Linked DNA regions of Mus musculus: region 1 is linked to region 2. A link is a contact called in public HiChIP or PLAC-seq data. All regions are on one chromosome and are shown on one strand. Each heading gives the region's core, a stretch centred on a gene start, on an enhancer-like site or on the middle of the called end of the contact. The rest is flanking DNA. Distances are from core to core; before and after follow the strand shown.

What was found. HiChIP or PLAC-seq counts read pairs in DNA pulled down with a chosen protein or histone mark.
Region 1: a contact with region 2 is called in an H3K27ac HiChIP or PLAC-seq map of microglia, with 3 times the contacts expected there. The contact joins two enhancer-like sites. A contact is called at or near these places in 1 of 15 datasets of contacts at CTCF or cohesin (CD8 T cells), 1 of 484 Hi-C or Micro-C datasets (bone marrow-derived macrophages), 3 of 115 datasets of contacts at active chromatin or transcription factors (CD8 T cells, the HPC-7 cell line and microglia) and 3 of 9 other capture datasets (adipose tissue, liver and pancreatic islet).

The regions. Positions count from the first base shown.
Region 1 is chr17:71,212,485-71,218,301 of GRCm38.p6, reverse strand. It overlaps Lpin2 (lipin 2), which reads right to left. Exons shown (of 20, transcript NM_001357791.1): 2 at 3,138-3,338. The coding sequence starts at 3,329. Among named protein-coding and RNA genes, the nearest start is that of Lpin2, 32 kb to the right of the region's middle. Within about 2 kb of position 3,536, at least 75 of the 459 cell types and tissues checked have an H3K27ac peak or open chromatin away from gene starts, as enhancers often do. A contact at or near this core is called in the HPC-7 cell line, adipose tissue, bone marrow-derived macrophages and 1 more, where this site is marked.
Region 2 is chr17:71,124,273-71,130,653 of GRCm38.p6, reverse strand. Myom1 (myomesin 1) reads right to left here. Exons shown (of 37, transcript NM_001083934.1): 37 at 3,798-4,578. The coding sequence ends at 4,285. Among named protein-coding and RNA genes, the nearest start is that of Lpin2, 56 kb to the left of the region's middle. Within about 2 kb of position 2,998, at least 33 of the 459 cell types and tissues checked have an H3K27ac peak or open chromatin away from gene starts, as enhancers often do. A contact at or near this core is called in the HPC-7 cell line, adipose tissue, bone marrow-derived macrophages and 1 more, where this site is marked.

The DNA of each region.
Region 1 (5,817 bases), core at 2,287-4,786, 87 kb before region 2:
CCCCCCCCAAAAAAAAAAAAACCAACCAAAACCAACCCAACTTGTGCACGTGAGAACATGGTTCCCTTGGTGGAACTATTTAGGAAGGATTAGGAGGTGTGGTCTTTTATGTCATTGGGGGTGGGCTTTGATTTTTAAGAGCCCATACCAACTGTCTCCAATTTGTAGACAAGAATGTAAGCTCTCAGCTCCTCCTGCAGCACCAGGCCAGTCTATATCCATGATTCCTGCCTTGATGGTCATGGACTTACCCTCACAAGCCCTTAGTTAAATGTTCTCTTATATAAGTTGCTTTGGTAATGATATCTCTTCACAGCAACAGACCAGCAACTAAGACAAGCACCAAGGTAGATCAAGTGCTCCCCAAGGAGGACTCTCAATTTGTCAAATTCTAGTGATACTGTCTAATGGTGGTGACTCATTATTCCCTAGTTGTATTCCTAGATTGTGCTTTAGCCTTGTTCAATGTATTCAACTGATGCTAAAATGAGAAGATACAGATACTGGAGGTAATGAATGTCTGCTTTGATGTGCATCCTTTAGTTGTGAGTATCTCTGATACCTTCTGGGATCTGCCCATCCTTATTTCAGACTCTACATTTCAAGTGGATTCAGGTGAAGGTGAGGCTTTTATTTAATCCAGCCCAATGGACTTGTTCCATTCCAGCGACAGTGACTAGCCTTGGATGGATGTGATCCAAGCATGAAGCCAGCACTTCTAAAGGCAATGTCTCTCTCGCCTGTGCTGGCTGAATTAATGGCAGTGAGCCTGGCAGCACTGGCTGCTGTCTGGCATGAGGAAGAACTCAGACAGAGGCAGAACTCTAAGGTGGGGAATCAGAATCCTGCCAGTGCCTTTAACCCCTCCCTACACCAGCACTGACTAAAGTAGATGCCCCTGGACTTTGGCCTAACTTTTCTGCTTATAACAGTAGGAGGGTAGGCTTTTGTCACCCATGCTGGGGACAGTTCCAATACATTGGGCATTTACTTCAATAAATAATCATGATACTGATTTTGTGAAACATTAACAAAACGTGTACTCTGAGTTACTAGATGTCACAAGAGGACTGGTCTTCTGTCAAACATGGACACGTCATAGGAAATGACTGCCTCTAAACAGCTGTTTTAAAGTAGTTATGATTTCAGGTGCTGCCACACGTGAAAATGTAGTTAATTTAAAAATCAGTGAACAGCTTACCCTAATGCAGAAAGGCCTGCGACAAGAGGTCAATGTAAGTCACCAGTGCGCCTATGACAGATAAAGCTCAAGTTTTACTTTCATAAGAAAGCTGTGTTTTGGTAAATCAAATGGACAGATTTCTTCTCAAATAGATCTCCTAGATTCTGGGATATGAAGGAAGGGAACAGGAAAGAAGAAATTTTTTCTTTTCTTGGGCCCTGTGTATTATGATCCTAAAAGTACTTGGGGTAGGGGTGGGATGTCTGACAAGGTATTTAACAGTTAATGGTTAATAAAACCACCCGTGTAACCTGGTAAAGAAATTACATCTCTAATTACAAAGTGCACAGAGAATACACACATCTGCTCAGCTTCTCACTTACACAGAGGACAAATGCCTGCACACATCTGCTGCAGCTCCACTCAAAGGCCAAAAGCCTGAGTCAACCTATCAATTAGAAACCTGGTTCCAGAGAACGGTGGGGGGCGGGTATGGTATGGTGGGAGAAACTTCTGAGAAGACCCCCAAAAGAAATTTTACAAACAGATCCTTGAACATCTATGGAGAAACAGCTCTAATATGAAAGTACTAATAGTGTCACTACAAAAACCACAAAGGAAACAAACACAGAAAGCACTAACTATGGCTAGACAACCCTGCCCTAGAGTAGAAGCTGCCAGGCCAAGAAGTAACACTGTAGCTGCTTCTGCTTTCTAATGGGATCAAGCAAAGGCTAGTCTGAAAAATCCAGTGGGAAATGATTTTATAACACCCAAAGAGATGGTTTCTCTTTGAAAAATAAAGTCTAGTTTTGGAAACCCACTTTCTTTCAGTTTCAAAAACCCAAAGCCTAAGTAGAGGGAGATGTATATCCAAAAAAACACCAGCAAAAACCTCTTTAACTTGTGCATGTTGGTCCTTCGGCACCCACCCTTCCACTGTGCTACCCAGTGGCAAAGTGCTCCGAAATCTTAGTAAGAGTTGCTGACATTATTATCACCATGTGGAAGACAATGTGGAAGTGAAAAGTTGCCAAATACATGCTCTACAAAGTTTTATCATTAACTCTGTTTTAAAACCTACCATACACACAATTCAAAAACCTTCTTATTGCCCAATACTTGAGGGAAATGATAATTTAAAAACATCCAAACACTGCCCCCCATTAAATGCAAAAGAGGAAAAATACAAACATTCAATTGGGGTGTTTATTTCTTTTAAATAAATATAATCTACACTTGATTACATGAGCTTAGTCTACCTACTCATAATCAGTACAACAATATTATCATATATGTTTGTGTGTATGTATCAATCAATCAATCAACAGGCTCTCCTGTGTCTCAGGCTGGCCTCGTGCACCTCTGCTATGTGGCTGAGCTGAGAATGCTCCTGTCCTTCTGTCTCTACCTCCTCAGTGCCTGCACAGGCTTGGTGCATGGTATGCAAATGTTTTGCTGACTAAGCTGTATCTCCAGACTGCATTATTTTATTTTTAGAGAGCCTTTTTTTTTTTTTAAACTGAGGATTTAAAGCATGTACATGAGCCACAGGGTACACGGGTCAAGTCACTGGATGACTTCTGAGTGTGTTCTCTTGTTGCACCCTGTGGGTCTCAGGACTGATGGAGAGAGCCTTTACCACTGAATCATCTTGCTGGCCCTACACTATTTTAAAGTGCTATATTAAATAAAGCAAAATTTCTTTTTCAAAATAAGCCCAACTTCCTCATTTGTAATTATCTCCAGTTTTGTTCTGAGTCTCTTCATGATTTCAGTTTCTTTTTCATTTGGAGAAACTTTCTATAAGAGAGTCTTTTGAATTTAGAAGCCAATTCAAAAGCAGTACCTATAAAGTTGGTTTCTTACCATGGTCTTCAATAGCATGCAAGTTTAAAAAAAAAAAAAAGAGTAAGAGGAAGGGGCCGGTCACCATGGTGACCTGTGCACTCACCACTTTCTCCTTGGACCTCAGGACACCCAGCTTCCCGAAGCGTACGTGAAAAGGCGAGCACTGGTAGGAGCCATCCTGCTGCCTCACCACGACCACATCGATGCATCCAGACAACGTGGCTTGGTTAATGCCCTTGTAGAGTTCCTTCACAGTGACGAGCACCTGCCCAGCCAGCTGGCCCACATAATTCATGGTTTGAGACTGAGAAAAGAAAACGATGTCAGCACTAACTTTGACAACTAACAGCAACGACATAAAGAGTTTGATTAAACATACACTCTGCTCTGCTGTCCAGAGCCCATTGCTCTCCTGCTGCCCCAGCTACATCACACATATGTCTCAGACTGGCAGTGCCTCTAAGTGGGGTTGGAGGCTGTGGAAGTTCTGTTTCCTTCCACACCCCAGGGTGGGGCCAACTGTCTTCATCTCCCTCCACCAACCGCTCAGGACCTGCAGTACTATGTCCACTCTGACCACAGGAGGCAAGGACAGGAGGACTGTCACCTCCAGGGGAAGCTTGGGATTTATCTTTGCAGAGAGACAAGGGATACAACTGAGAACCGAGATCTTCTGGTTCAGATACATCAGGTACATGCTGCGTCAAGCGAGCTGTGGTAAGCTGCGCCAAGACTAACACACGTACCATGACTTCAGAACCTCAACATGGCATAATGGGACATAACGTTTGTGTCCCACAATGTTCAGAGCACAAAAGGGGTTTTGGTTTCTCAACTTCAACTCACTACTCAAATCAAGATCACCAGAGCTCTGCAATTCAAAAGAGAGAGGGTACATCTAAATCTGGCTTCACCCCTTACCCTGACTCATCCACTGAAAAACCCAACCCACACCAAAACAAACCCATTAGTCCTCAGGCTGTCAGCTCTCCCTCCAGCGGGTGAACACACCATCACTCAGCAGACACCTTTATGTTACGTTAAAGCCAAATCCACAGAGAGTCCATCCCCTGGATGTAGGATCAGAAAAACCTCCAGCTTTAGGCTAATGCAGAAGTCAATTTTTATTGGACTCTAGGAGTAATGAGTCCAAACTATTAACTGCGCAGAGTGGCCTCTCTAAACCAGCTCTGGTTGCCCTAAGCTCAAGATTCCATATTTGCAAAGTTCTAGAGAGACATTCTGTGTTGTCAGGTAAGTCCTAGGTGGAACAGGGACAAAGTGCTGATCCCCTAAAAAAAATGAAGTGGACCTGCCAGGTCCCATCAGCACATAACTCAGCCTACTGGCCAGAGACAGTCAGTGCCTAAGGCAAGACAGACTCCACTCAACAGTCTATACAGAGATGACTGTAACCACAGTCTAGCTGTTGAGTAGCCTGAAGCATATAATCCTGATTATTCCCCTGGGTATTCCAAGGTTTCCAACTGCACATTCCAAAGAGCTTGCTTTGTGCAATGTACACAAGCAGCTACATTTACTACGATCTCCTAAGGTGGAGGATGTCATAATTATAAAGAAAATATGTTATAGCCATGAAACAATTATAAACAGGTGGCTTTGGTTTTAGGATGAGGATGGTTGCTTTTATTTTGATAGCAAGGCCAGATTAAGCACACATCAAATACTTAATTTTTGAAAAAAAAATTTTTTTGAGATAGAGTCTCACTGTACAGTCCTGGCTGGCCTGAAACTCAAGACATAGACTAGGTTGCTTCTGAGCACAGAGGGATCTGCCCACCCCTGCCTCCTGGATGCTGAGATTAAAGGTGCCACCACTCCTGACCAACCTTTCTCTCCAGGGTCTCTTTGTAGTCAAGATGGCCTAGAACTTAAGACAACTTTAGTCTCTAAAGTGTTGGGATTACAGGTGTGTGCTACTATATTTGACAATAATTATTTCTTGAATAAGGAAAGAACTATCAAATGAACTACCAATAAACAAGCTAAAACCAATAAACAGCTAAGAGTCATTACTGTACTATGTGCAGCAGAAATACTATTCCATCAGATCACTCATGGATAATCTCATTGTATTTTTTCTTTTTGAAATGGTCTTACTATGTAGCCCCAGCAGGCCTGGAATTCACTATGAGGACGCTACCGGCCTGGACTCACAGAGACCCACTTGCCTCTGCCTCCTGAGCACCACTATTCCTGGCTCATTATGTTTTTAAAGATTAACATTTCTGGATCCAGAGTTCAGAAGCGGCCTGGGCTGCATGAGATCCTACCTCTAATACAGCAAATAAACAACAGTAAACTGCTGTGAGATCAGTGTAGACCTTCAGAGCTCCAAGAAAGAATATGGCTGCCCCAAATCCTCTACTGAGCGTCCACTCAACTGAGTGTCTTTTACTTGGTGTTAATTGGGATGCACAAGCAAAATATCATAACAAGGACACCAACAATCGCAGGTAATGACGGAACACGCCAGGCAGCGTTAACGCACGCCTTTAATCCCAGCGCTTGGGAAGCAGAGGCAGGTGGATCTCTAAGTTTGTAGCCAGCATGGCCTACAAAGTGAGTTCTAGGACAGCCAGGGCTACACAGAGAAACCCAGTCTAGGATGGGGGTGGGATTGTGAAAACCCGAAATTCCACCATCAGCACAACAATCCTGTTGCCCCATACAGTCACACACATTTTTCTCTTGCCTTCTCCTCCCCAGTCCCTGGCAACATTAATATGTTTTCTATTTCTGAAATGTCTGCCATTTAGAAA
Region 2 (6,381 bases), core at 1,749-4,248:
TCTCTGCCTTCGTACATTGAGACAAGTCTCTTGGAAGCAGAAATTCACCATTTTGAATAGGATGGCTGGCCCGTGAGCTATCCTGTCTCTGCCCCCATGCTAGAATGGTAGACACTTGGAGCCATACCGGGTCTTTATGCGGACACTGAGCTCAGAGCAGGCATGCTCAGCCATTGAGGCACCTCTCCATATGCGCAAAGCTTCCTGAGCCACCCCTCCGTATGCGCACAGCTTCCTTTTCCACTCTGGGGTCTGAAGCAGCTTCCTTTGCTGCTTTCAGTCTAGGCCTCCAGGGTGAAAGTGAGAAACTTCTGGTCCATCTGCCCAACCCGGTGTGGACCACACTTTTCACTTGCATTGGTGGCAATGAGCTCTACTTCCAGCCCACGTGAGCTTCAAGAATTGTTTGTCTGATCACTCCACTGGCTCCCTCCAGAACTCCCACAGGCCACCTGCAGCACGCTGGCCCCTGTCCTCTGTGCAGTTCTTCTCACTCATAAACTTCCTAGGCGCCTCTCCCTCTTCAGTTCAGTGAAGCTGAGCGGTAGCCTAAGCTCTTCATCCAAGCAAGCAGCCAGAGAAGTCACAGCTGTTGCTATCACCCATTCCCAGCCCCCTTAGGAGTCACAGTCCTATGTGTGTGGGCTACCCCAGGCCCCAGACATTTTCTGCTTTATATTTAGCCAAGTTTTCTAGCCGTCTGTGGGAGAACAATCCTCCTAACAGTGATCCTTTGTGGCCAGACTCAGAAGTCTCCCGTAGCGAAGGATTACACTTGCTTCTCTGGACTCCAGACATCATTTCCATTTTTATGGGTGTTCTTGTGGGACTCATACCATGATATGCTGTAAATGTGGACCCCACATGCAACCATTACTGACTTGAAGAGTTAATTTTTTTTTCTTCCTAGAACCACCTCCAGGCAGATGGCTTATACAGCGAGCATCCCCATGCCAGTTGGCGATACTTTTTACTGTGACCAATTTTGTTTTGTCTAAGCTGCCTTTGCACAGCCCACTTTGAACAAGTGAGTCTTGTTCTGGGGTTAGTATTAATTTCCAGTCCCTGCTGTGAGGACCTCTCTCTATATATATAATTAGTATTATGGCTTTATAGAGTCTGCATATTTTATGTGTGTATATATGAGTATTATGCGAGTGTATGTGTGTGAGTGTGCATAGGGGTGTGTATGAGTGTGTTCATATGTGAGTATGTTTGTGTATGTAAGGGTGTGTTTGAATGTGTATATGAGTATTGTGAGTGTATGTGCATGTGTGTGCATATGTAAGGATGTGTGTGTGTTTGTGTGAGTGTTTGTGTATGGGTGTGTGTGTATATACATTATATGAGTGTGTGAGAATGTGGTCAACCTCAGATGACATACGTGGGGAGCCATCTACTTTGCTTTGTCTAGACTGGCTGGCCAGAGGGCCCTGGGATGCTTGGGCCTCCCTCTGCCTCTTCAGCACTGGGATCCTAAGGGCACACCATGCTCTGCTTTGTATGAGGTGCTAGGGATCCAACTCTGGTCTTCCCCCATGCCTGCGTGGGAAGTTCTTTACTGACTGAGCCACCTTTCCACTCTCTTTATTTTTATATACTTGGAATTTTTCAGATAGTTTAACCTAGTAACAGCTTAGGTTTCTGATTCGAACTTAGAATGTTTGACTATCATCTTATATCTAGGTTTATATATAACATGAAAATATTTAAAAGAACTCAAATTTTCTGGGTTTTGGGTTTTGTTTTGTTTTGTTTTGTTTGTTGTTGTTGTTGTTTTTGGCTGTTAAGGTTAATTTCTTGGGAATATTGTTTAAGCCAGATAATGACAATGATTAAAATGGAAAAAAGATCAGTTGATAAATATACTTTAACAAATTAAAGAGACTTTTTAACACTATAAAGAGTAGTCTTAAAACTAATTTTTTCAATGACTAAACGTTTAAATAGAAAAAAAAAAGTAAGGATGTACTTTCAAGGACTTGGAAATATTCAGAAGTTGTCACTGGCCTGTATATATTAATTTTATAAAAACAGACATTTACTACGTTCCAGGATGACTATATCCACAGCCTGCCTGCAGCAGGCCACAGATTCCTAAATTATGGGTTAAAAGGAAACTTCAGAATAGTTTTATCAACATGACTGTGGTTTCAGTTGTGGCCTTCTATGTAGAAATAGCTTCAAAAGCTACTGGATAATGATGTGGTCCAGTTTGGTCGCTATACTGGCTGGGATAGTTCTTAGAGTCAGTTTGTTGAGGAATCTTAGCATCTATTTCCCTGATATAAACATTTCTCTCCCTTTCCTTGATGTTATCCCATCAGGTCCTCCTACCACATCGTGGGGTTCCCAGTGGGAGTACATGTTGGTTTCATGTTCTTGTACAATTTCAGAAGTCAGAACATGGTGTGTGTGTGTGTGTGTGTGTGTGTGTGTGTGTGTGTGTGTGATTTAGCATGTCTTCTCCAGCAGCCTGGGTAGGTCTCTCTCAGTAAAAGGCAATGGGATCAACTCCCACTTCTAGTCACCCAACACTGGGACCCTGCTTGCTGCTTCGGTTGCTGCATTGTGAGTTCTGCAGAGGGCTCAGGAGCCTCTATCTCAGCATGAGAGACTGCCTCTGCTGGACTCTTCTCAGGCTTCCTGGCAGGTATGCATCCAGTGGCCCGTTCCTTCTGGGTCTACTTGAGCCCAAGCAGCCTTTTGCTGAAGCAGGGAGAATTTGAACTATGTCTGGAAAGCGACCTTCAGCTGGGGTTCACTTGGTTTCCAGGAAATGCATTTATTAACTACACTAGAGTGTATATTTTTCCATACTGAAGGACTTGAAGCCTGCTAGTTTTGCAAAGAAATGAAGTTTACTTAGTTTAGAAGTGGAGCAGCCAAGATCAGGCAATCCCAGGCTTGGCTTTGGTGAGAGCCTCATGAGTCCTGTGGAAGTGAGGGCTGCCGTCACCAGAGAGGAAGCTGCCATCCAAGGAACAAGCCCTTCTCATGAACCAAGCTTCCTGTTACGAGAGCTCAGTGCCCCGCTCCTGCCTGGGTTCATCGCTGCAGCAGCTGACACTCAGCTGGATAGGGAAGGACCAACAGTCAGATTAGAGCCAACTTCAGCCCTGATCTTTTAAAAGCTCTATATACTTAGGAGCCATTTCTGCAGCATAGGGAAGACTGCTTGGTTCTTGGTGTCATAGTTTGAATGTGCCCCAGTGTTCACAACCAGGACTCATGTCTGCTGGTGTGGAGGAACGGGATCTTCAACAGGTATTTAACCAGGAAAGCAGGGGTGAATGTTGTCAGTGTGCACAGTAGACTGGTTTAGTTGCCTCTAGAGAGGGTTCCTGACAAAAGGCTGAGTTTGTATGCAACCTCCTCACTTCTGAGAGTTCACTCTTGCTTGTCTTCCTGGCATCACAGGGCAGCCAAAAAGTCCTTAAGATTCTGGCTCCCTATCCTTTCCAGATGCCAGAATTTTGATCTTGGATTTTGGTGCCTCCAGAACTTCAAAAAATTAATCTCTTTTCATTAGGTTTGGATGTTCTGTCATAATTAGTTGACACACTTCAATCAAAGACTACTCCATCTTAGTGATGGAGTATAGTGTACGTGATCAGATGTGCAATGTGAGTGTGACTTGGAATTCTGAGCCGTGGCTGACCACAGATGGCTTATCTGACCATGTCCAGAAGGAACTGCTTTTGCCCTAAGGGTGTAAACCAAAAGATGAGCTACAGAAATGATTAGGAGGAGGTGGAAAGGCCCCAACATGGTGAGGATCAGAGAGACACAAGGGGAAAGAGGAAAGGCAGGAGACTTTATTCACACTGGGGGAGGCCAGTTCACAAGGCTGCTATCAGAAATGCACCACCTCTACTAACAGGGACCCACCATACTCAAGCCTACAGGCACATGCCTCTATTTTGATAGAACATGAGGTATGGACACAATTCCTAAGAGCTTACAGGTAAAGCGTCACCGGCTTCCATGCTGGCCTCACTTCTGCTCTCGCTCAGCACTTCTCCAACATCCTCTGCCCTTCTTCCTTGAAATCATTTCCTAATGTTTTCTTACTACATAAATTGTAGATTAAAACCCTTAATGTGTTCTTCAATGGTGCCTCCTCATCTATAGGAATAAGAGATCTGATGACTTCCTCCTAAGCCAGCACAAAATGGAGCCACCAGGAGGATTTCATCGTCTGTAGCCCAATCCTTTTCACGACAGCAGCATGATGGGTGGCCAGCTGGTCCTGGCTCTCCTCAAAACTCCCCCAGTCTCTGCTCACTTGGACTTCTGGTTGCCCTTGGGAGGCTCCATTGCTCCCTTCCTCAACTCCTCCTCTGGGATGAACACACTAACGGTGAAGTCGCTGGTCTCCGAGCCATATTTGTTCTTCACCACCAGCCCGTACTTGCCGGAGTCTGCCGTGCTCACGCCTGAGATGGTGAAGAAGGCGGTTTTCCCGGCCTCAAACTTGAGGCTGCAGTGGTCGTCAGAGGTCAGTGGCTTCTCGTTTTTCAGCCAGGACACCTCAGGGGGCGGGTCACCCCACACATTGCAAGTGAGATTGAGTGCCTGCAAGACAGGATTATGGGAAGGGAGGTGATAAATCAGCTAGTTCTAATCCAACTCCATATCAGCAATAACTGCAAGGCCCCCAGGCTGGAGTTTAAATAGTTGCATAGTTTAAAGCTAGGCGCCCATGGCTATGCTCCGAATAAGGTGCAAAAAGCATCCATCCTCAGGGCGGGACTCTGGGACTCTGGAATGCTTGTCTGTGTCAGCACACCGAGGGGCATTCTTTTTTTTCATTCTCCATCTCCACTCTCTCCTCCATAAACACCCAGACACCTTTCACTCCCTTCGATGTGGGCCTCTGGGCTGCATCAGCCGAGAAATCTCACTCCCTCCTCGCCACCTGCTCAGCTAGGCGTTGCATTTGCGTCACGGGGCCCAGCAGTGGAATGGCAGCAGCTGCTGTACATCATCTAAGTAATTTCCCCATTCCATCTTCCTCATTTTCTTCAGCTCCCTGGGCCCTGCCAAACCTGTGCTGTGGCAGAGGCGCTTGGCCCAAATGCATCCTAAATAAAATATTTCCCGGCGTGTTGAAGCTCTTCTGAGACGCTGGCATTTGGGGCTGCAGTTTTACTTTGCCTGATTAAGAAAATGTAAGACTCTCGTGTGCAACTCTAAGGAGTACTGTAGAGGCTTCTGTTTAAGATTGTTCCATTCAATGGGGAGTGTTGTATACCCACCACCATGGTCGATATATTTTCCTCACCACAAGCTCTCGATGCTGTGCTCTCAAAGCCCCGTGAACCACCCCAGCCTCTCAACCTCGTTCCTTTTTAAAAATATATATCTTTTATTTTTGAGATTATAATATAATTGCTGAGATTATAACTTTATCATTCCCCCTCCCTCTCCTCCTCTGAACCTTCCCACACTCCCCTCCTTGCTCTTTCAAATTCATGGCCTCTTTTTTTTCATTAATTGTTGTTATATAAATATATGTATACATGCACACACACACATACATACGTATATATCCCTACATACAACAAATACAATGTTACTTGTATATGTGATTTCAGGACTGAATATTTGGTATTGGATAACCAGTTGGTTTTTTCTTCCCTGGGGAAGACTGTTTCTCTGGCTCTCAGCATTTCTAGCTGGGCCTCCTGGTCCTCTCCCTGTCCACTTTGGCAAGCCCATTGCTGTCTTTGTTCAGCTCACATTGGGGTGGGTGGGGTCAGTTCCTGATGTTAGTAGGAGACACAGTTGCACATAAACTCCCCATCCCCTGGCTCTTACTATCGATCCTTCTGCCCCCTCTTCTGCCTGATTCCCAGGCCTGGGGTATGGGAGCTGTGTTATAGATGAATTCACTGGGACTGAGTTCCACAGCTTTGTGTTTTGATTGTCAACACTGTTCTCAACCTCCAGCAGCCACTCCTCAATTTTCCATTCATAAGACATTGTCATTTCAAAATGTTATATAAACATGGTCTACAGTAAGCAAACTTCCCAAGCTGCTGCTTTGCCTGCACACAATTCCCTGCAGATCCACCTGCTGCTGAATCAGCCTCCTGGCTCTTTGCTGCTGACGAATGTGCCAGTATATGTGTGTGTCCCTGAGGGTCATGTGTACCGTTTCCAGTTTGGGGCGGTCATGAACAAAGTTACTATGACTAGAGCACAGGCTTTTCCATTTCTCTAGGGTAAATGCCCAGGGTTCAGTTGCTGGGCTGTATGATAAATATATGATTCATTTTTCTCCCTAGAATTTGCCAGGCTCTTTTGCTAAAAGCTGATGTAATTTTGGCTTACATCCCGCCAACAGCACATAAGTAATCCAGTCTCCCCACACCC